Regions from separate parts of the Mus musculus genome. Here region 2 is linked to region 1. Evidence: chromatin contacts called from public HiChIP or PLAC-seq data. All regions are on one chromosome and are shown on one strand. Each heading gives the region's core, a stretch centred on a gene start, on an enhancer-like site or on the middle of the called end of the contact. The rest is flanking DNA. Distances are from core to core; before and after follow the strand shown.

The links. HiChIP or PLAC-seq counts read pairs in DNA pulled down with a chosen protein or histone mark.
Region 2: an H3K4me3 HiChIP or PLAC-seq map of bone marrow-derived macrophages shows a contact between it and region 1, with 4 times the contacts expected there. The contact joins two enhancer-like sites. A contact is called at or near these places in 2 of 115 datasets of contacts at active chromatin or transcription factors (bone marrow-derived macrophages and large pre-B cells).

What each region holds. Positions count from the first base shown.
Region 1 is chr6:82,795,677-82,799,318 of GRCm38.p6, forward strand. No RefSeq gene overlaps it. Among named protein-coding and RNA genes, the nearest start is that of Gm38843, 7.7 kb to the right of the region's middle. Within about 2 kb of position 1,810, at least 68 of the 459 cell types and tissues checked have an H3K27ac peak or open chromatin away from gene starts, as enhancers often do. A contact at or near this core is called in bone marrow-derived macrophages, where this site is marked.
Region 2 is chr6:83,160,498-83,164,139 of GRCm38.p6, forward strand. It overlaps 1700003E16Rik (RIKEN cDNA 1700003E16 gene), which reads left to right. Exons shown (of 4, transcript NM_027948.1): 2 at 415-636; 3 at 719-940; 4 at 1,060-2,478. The coding sequence ends at 2,394. Among named protein-coding and RNA genes, the nearest start is that of 1700003E16Rik, 5.9 kb to the left of the region's middle. Within about 2 kb of position 2,029, at least 38 of the 459 cell types and tissues checked have an H3K27ac peak or open chromatin away from gene starts, as enhancers often do. A contact at or near this core is called in bone marrow-derived macrophages, where this site is marked.

The DNA.
Region 1 (3,642 bases), core at 560-3,059:
GTCTTCCAGCTCCCAAGGTTCTGAGACCTCAGGCATGAACCACCACACTAAGCTTTGGGTTTTTGATGGTGATATTAATGGTTTTTTTGTTTGTTTGTTTGGGTTTTGGGTTTTTTTGGTTTTTTAAGACAGAGTTTCTCCGTGTATCCCTGACTGTCCTGGAACTAACTCTTTAGACCAGGCTGGCCTCGAACTCAGAGATCTGCCACCAGAGTGTTGGGATTAAAGGCATGTGCCACCACACATGGCATAGCTGTGGGTTCTTGCCGTTTACGGCAAAATAAATCACAGTCAAAGTTCAGAATGAAATTATTAGGGAAAGATCATAGAAGAACTTTTGTCATTAGAGGTTTTCACACAACAAAAGCCTGATGTCTCCAAGAAAGGTGAGCTTGGTTATGTTAAAAATCTCTTAAATCCTCAGGATAAACCTCTCACAAACATTTACTTAACATGTGAACAGCTGCTACACACCAATGAGAAAACAACTGTTGTTTCATGTGGGGAAGAAATGGTCAAAACATGAAAAGATCATAGAAAAGGAGACAAATTCTCTGGCCATACAAATACATGCATGAGCCAGGCATGGTGGTGCATTCCTATAATCCAAGCACTTGGGAGGCAGAGAGAGACAAACTAATCTCTTTGAGTTCCAGGGCAACCTGATCTACATAGGGAGTTCCAGGTCAGCCAGGAAAGTAAAATAAAATAGAAATAAATAAATATGCTTAAGAATTCTTGATGCAAATTTGAATTACAAGGCACTTTCAATTCAAATGAAAAAAAAATACAATATTGAAAGCTATATTGAAAAAGATAGTAGTTTTGTATATTCTCACAGAGGGAAATTTAACAATTTTTTTTTTATTGAAAATGGGGCCAGCAAGATGGCTCAGTGGTGGGAACCTGCCTTGAGTTCTATCCCAAGACACTTATTGAGACCTACAAACTGTCTCTTGACCTCCACAAACATACAGTGACAAACTTGCATCCTCCTAGCTACCCATCCCCACACCAATAAATAAAAACAAAGGCTGTTTTAATTAAAACTAAAACCATTTTAATTCTTAAGATTTTATTTACAAAATTACTTGAATCTGTGTAATGTTATATATTCCATTTTCTTTCCAGACAAGGTGACATACACATCTCATCCCAGCAATCAGAAGGCATGAGTGGACAGCCTGATCTACATAGTGAGTTCTAGGCTAGCCAGGAATACTTGGTAAGACCTTGTCTCAAATAAATAAATAAATAAATAAATAAATAGAGAAAGACACACATACAGAGAGACAGAGACAGAGACAGAGAGGGAGAGAGAGGGAGGGAGAGACAGAGAGAGATGGAGAGAGATTTGAGAGGGTGTCCAGGGGAAGTAAGAGGCAGAAGTTAAAGATAGAAATGATCAAAATATATTGTTTCTATGTATAAAATTATTGGTGAATAAATAAAAGGTATTCTAGAAAACATATTTTACTCTAATGTGAAGCAGAGACAGAGGTAGACAGGTATCCATGAGTTCAGGCTAGCCTGATCTACATAGTAAGTTCCAGGCTAGCCAGAGCTACAGAGTGAGTTCTAAGCCAGCCTGTGTGGCGCAGTGAGACCCTGTCCCAGCAACAAAAGCTTGGTGTCAACTATGATTTGTCCAAATGATAGAACATTAGATAGCTGTTAAGTTAGAAAGGTTTCAGCTTAATGATACAGAACGAGTTGTTCCAAGAGCAGAATGAGATTATAGACACTGCAAAATGGAGGAGGGGACAGTTGTGCTCCTGTGTTTGGAAACTTGCAGACGGTCTTTGAAAGGTTGTGCAAGACGCAGAGGGAAGTGTGGCAAGGCAACTGAAACTCCCTGCTTAGCTTTTATACCCGCTCAATCTTGTGCCCACAGATAGGAGCTACAGAATTTCTGGAGAACAGTAATCAATATGTGCACCCATCCACGTATCAGCAGTCATTCTGTTGTCTACTGAGTCACAGTTTTAATTGGTGCTGATTATACACACAAATCAAAACAGGCATTTTCAAAAGGGAAGTTTAATGAGGAAGCAGAAAAGGGCTCACAGAGAAAGGAGGTTTTCTCTTGTGAAAAATGTTTTTCTAAGCATTTGGGATAAAGTAATGTCTGACTCCTCAGATGACAAAGACATGAGAAATGAAAAAGTCCTCCATTGAGAGAGAAAGAGAGAGAGAGAAAGAGAGAGAGAATCACTGCATAAAGCCTGAGGGAATAGGTATCTGGCTGAGGAGACAGGCGAGTCATAGGAGCTCAAGCTAGGCAGAGGTCAGGGAGCAGTGGGGGGTCTCCAGTCTCCAGGACCAGAAACGCAGGAGCCTGGAGCTGAGATGACCTAGACAGGGACCAGAGTGTTGAAATCCTTCTGGAATACAGAGGCCATAAAGAAAAAGTGTCCTCTGGACATAGAGAAGAGATAGTGACTGAGAGTGAGACCTAGACAGAGACACAGCGTCACACAGACACACAGAGACAGAGGCAGAGACACAGACACGGCACAGGCAGACATAGAGAAAAGACAGAACCAAGGGAGACAGAGACACAGATAGACAGACAGACACACAGACAAAAAGAGAGACAGGGGTAGAGACAGAGAAAAGACAGAACCAAGGGAAGGTGGGTGGGGGTGGGGGTAGGGGCAGGGCCAGGGCCAGGGGGGCAGGGACTGAAGACAGAACTCAGGAATTTGAGAGAACAGAGAATCAGAGGACAGAGTCAGTGCTCAACAAGGAGCTGGCCAAGAATCCTCATCTCTCGTTCACATTTCTAATGATTATATCAACAGATAAGGCCATCTGTGCAGGGTTCACCTTCAGGGCGAATGTGCTGTGTTAATATTTATCCCACTTGAAGAACAGTGAGCACACAGTTCTGGGGGCTCTGATGGCTGGGCCTCTCAGAGATACACTTGCTGATCCTAGAGACATCTTTCCCTGACCCTGTAAGGCCGGCCCCCTTCCCCTGGTCCTGTAAATATTCATTCATCTATCCACTCCTGCATCAAGGATACAGAGAGTGTACAGACTGTATCCAGTTGACATGCAGAGGTTAACAGGCAAGTCCAACCCTTACCTCTGTGGAATTCATAACAAAAGGAGGAGACAGACAGACACACAAACAGAAAACACACACACCAAACAACAACAACAAAATCCAACCAACCAACCAACCAAAAAAATGTACATTGCCAATGAGAACTCATGCTCTAAGGGGGAAGGGCAGGTATGTTCAGAATGGGAAGTTGGCAGTGTCTTCAGGTTGCTTTAGGTTGAATTGTCAGGAAAGAGGGTTGCCTCAATGCCCACCTCCAGGTGCAGTGCTCATGAATAACACAACATGCAGGAGTCCCAGATGCTGGCAAGGCAGGAGACAAAAGCTGGGAGGATACCTCAGGAGAGACAGTGTTTACCTTGAAAGAGGACCTGATTTTTTTAATCCTTCTTACCCAGAACTAACCCCAGCACTGGAGAGACTAGAGCAATCCCTAGGACTCCCTGGCCAACTAACCTGACCTACTTTCTAAGTTCCAGGTCAGTAACAGACCCTGCCTCAAAAAACCCAAAGGGGCCAGGTGTGGTGGCCCCTTATCTCAGCAATCAGGAGACAGAGGCAAGCAGATATCT
Region 2 (3,642 bases), core at 779-3,278, 370 kb after region 1:
TTGAGGTACTCTACATAGTAAGTTCTGGGCCAGCCAGAGCAACATAACAAGATTGTTCAAAGCAAAATGAAACAAAAGCAGAGGAGACTAAATCCCGGTGAATTCTTGGAACTCTCAAGAACTTGGACACTGCAGTAAGGCAAAAGAGCAGAGCTGAGATGAACATGATTAGTGAGGGCTACCTTCTGTCAGGTGTCAGTTTCCTTGTCATTAAAGAGGGCTTAGAAGGCTGTTACAAGTATTAAATTGAGTGATATACCTACAGAGTGTTCATCCGGCGCATCACAGACTTGAAGGTTCCTTGTCCTGGTCCCTTTTCTTTCTTAGAAAACACCTGGAGAGTCTTTCTAGCCCTTAGCCCATCCGTCCCACCCCCTTGATTTCCTGTCCTGAGTGCCCATTTCGTTCCCACAGAGGCAGGCGCGAGATCGTGGGGTGACCCGATCCAAGGCAGAAAAAGCCCGGCCACCCACCCAGCCGGTGCCGCAGGTGGACATCGTGCCTGGGAGACTCAATGAGGCAGAATGGATTGCGTTTATGTCCCTGGAGGAGGGCGAGGACGTAGTGGGTGACATCTTGGCTGACCTTATGACTCGAGTTATGGAGTGTGCCTTCAAAGTCTATCTGACCCAGCAGGTGGGCCTAGATCTGGGTCTTCCAGACCTATCTTCTACCCTGCCTCTCCTGGCAAGGCTGAGACCCTCCCTCGCTTCCACAGTGCGTTCCATTCACCATTAGCCAGGCCCGAGAGGCCATGCTGCAGATCACTGAGTGGCGCTTCCTGGCCCGAGATGAGGGAGAATCTGCAGTGGCTGAGGACCCCACGTGGGGAGAGGATGAGGAGCCCCTGGCATGCACTACGGATTCCTGGGCCCAGGGCTCCGTGCCTGTTCTGCACACACCGGCGCCCGTTTGTGTAGAGGAGCAGTTCCACAACGAAGTAAGCCCAAGCCCTGAGCCTCTTCCCGACAGAAGCCTCCTCTGGAGCCGCTCAGGACCACGAAGTGAGGTCCTTTCCCTCCATTTCCAACAACTCATTACCCTTGTGTGTTTCCCCAGGAACCTGGGAACCCGGACCAGTTCCTTTTAGGTTCATCGTGGGACAAAGAGTCCCAAAAGCCGACACAACCTTCAGAACCTTCTGCCGAGCCCAAAGTCACCCCGAGACCCACGGCCACCTTGGAGGCGTTTGAGGAAGCTGAGCCCGGGGATGCCTTGGAAGTACCCCACGGCCAAGAGGGAAGCCATATGTTGGCTGTGCCCTCGAAGGAGTCTTTACGATCTACGGCGGAAGGCGAGCGCGTCTACAGCCCCCAGTCTTCTCTGAAGCAGCCCCAAGTAGTCCGTCTTCAGGCCTCTGAGAAGGAATCATCCTTCGGCTCACACCTGTCGCTCGAGGATCTTTACCTCTGCATGCCCCAGCCAGACGCGGCAGGGGACCGGCTGAGCTTGCAGAGCAAGGGCCAGCTCCACAGCAGCCCGATAGGGTCGGAGTCCCACCTCGGTGCACTCACCCCGGCAGAGCCCTCCGCGTTCCAGGAGCCTGAAGTCTTGGGAGAGCGGCCAAAGCACAAGACCACCACGTTGCGCATGGATTCCTCGCGGCTGCCCCGCCACTGGGTGCGCCCCGTGGCCGAGGTCCTGATCCCAGACCTCGAAGTGCACCCTTTGGAAATATATCGCGGGCGCCCGCGCAGGAGCCAAGCTGGGACCGCAACCTCAGCATGCGAGTCCCAAGCCCTTAGCTCGCGTGCTCCCTCCAAACCCCATGTCTCTAGCCCAAGGTTCCCTCTCCAGCGTTGTGCTACATTCCGTGCTTTGGGCCCGGATCCTAGTTTAAACTTGGCCCAAACCTCACCGTCCTTCGGGTCAAACGTGCCATTCCTCAGCCCCGGGTTCCGCTTCCTCCCTAGAAACCCAATCCCTCCCGACGTCGCCAGCACCCCTACCCCCAAACTATGGCCCCTAGCTAAGTGGCCAAGTGGCTGGGAGCGGGAGGCGGAGCAGCTGGGAGAGCTGTGGGCGGGTCGGACTCGCGTGCCTCCACAGGGTCAGGAACCTGTGGAGGTGACACCTTTGGAGGAGGACTCTGGATGGCCCCTAGCGGCGCCCCAGGTCCTCGAGGCTACGTCCCAAGTGCTTTGGAAGCCCATGGTTATTTCAGAAACCATGAAGCTGGTTCCTGGTGTGAGTATGTGGAACCGGGGAACCCAGGAGCTGCTCAATCCTGCTGTCATCCGGAAGGAGGCTGAAGAAGGCACCCCCCAGGCGCCTGAGCAGCAACCCATCCAGACAGGTGTGTCCAAGCCTCAGGTGATTATGAAACAGATAAGGAACGAGACCCCCAAAGCCTGGCTGCTCCCCACCAAGCCTGTGCCCCACTCTGGGTCCTGAGCCTCCACACTGGGAAATGGACCTTGCTCAAAAATAAACGAATTGCCGCAGGAACTGACTGGCAAAGATGGTGCCATTTCTTCCAAACCTGTTTATTTCCTTAACGGGACTCCAGGGGGCGCAGTTGTCATGGCTTAGGAGACAAGGCTTAGGGATAAGGTTGTTCCCTAGCGTTCTCTGTCTCACCTCCACCACCCCCCACCCCCCCTGTCCTCAAAACACTCGTTAAAAGGGAAGATAGAAGGACCGTAAGGTAAATCTGGCTCCCAGGCAGAACTTTGTCCTTTCAGTAAGGGAGGAAGTGCATAACTGTGATTATAAGCATAGAGTGAGTCCACACATTAATTCGCTCTCCTTTCCTAGCTCCTGGAGCTTATTAGTTCATCTTGGATTGAAACACCTATTTTTTTCCGTTTGATTTTTACTCCTGTGTTCAGGGAAATGAACCTAGAATTTTGCATATGACAGAAAAACATTGTATCAACCAGACACATACACACAGCCAATACATTTTAAGCAATTAATATATACACAAATATGCTCACATGTGAAATGTCCTATGTACCCTCATGGTTGCACAACACGGAACAGCAAAAGACTAGAAAGTGGGCCAGGAGGCTGGCTCAGCCAGTAGAGCACTTACTATGTAAAGCAAAGCATTGAGGACCTGCAAATAAGCCCCCAGCCCATACTCTCCATTCTGGGGAAGTTTAGATGGGACAAGCCCTAGGGTTTGCTGGCCAGCCAGTCTAGCCAGAATTGAATTCCAGGTTCAGTGAGAGACCCTTTCTCAAAATAATAATAATAATAATAATAATAATAATAATAATGAGGAGGAGGAGGAGGAGGAGGGTGATTGAGGAAGAGATTCCAGGTCAACTTCTGGCTTCCAAATGCACATACACGCATGTGTGCTCCCACAAACATGAACACACATGCATACAACTGGAAACAAAGTAACTAGAGGAATCCAGTTGATAAATATGTACACCTACACATGAGGATCTCTCTCTGTTTTTCAAGAGATGTTCTCTTGTAGTGCAGGATGGCTGTCAGGCCATGGGTGGCCTTGAACTCCTCATACCTAAACCTCCCAAGTGCTGAGATTTCAAATACAGCTTGTATAACCGGAAAACATTTACCCACTTCATTTGAATTTGATGGCTCAGTGTTAGTTAAGAGTGGTTACTGGCAGCTCTTCCAAAAGACCTGAGTTCAATTCCCAGCACCCACATGGCTCCGCTCACA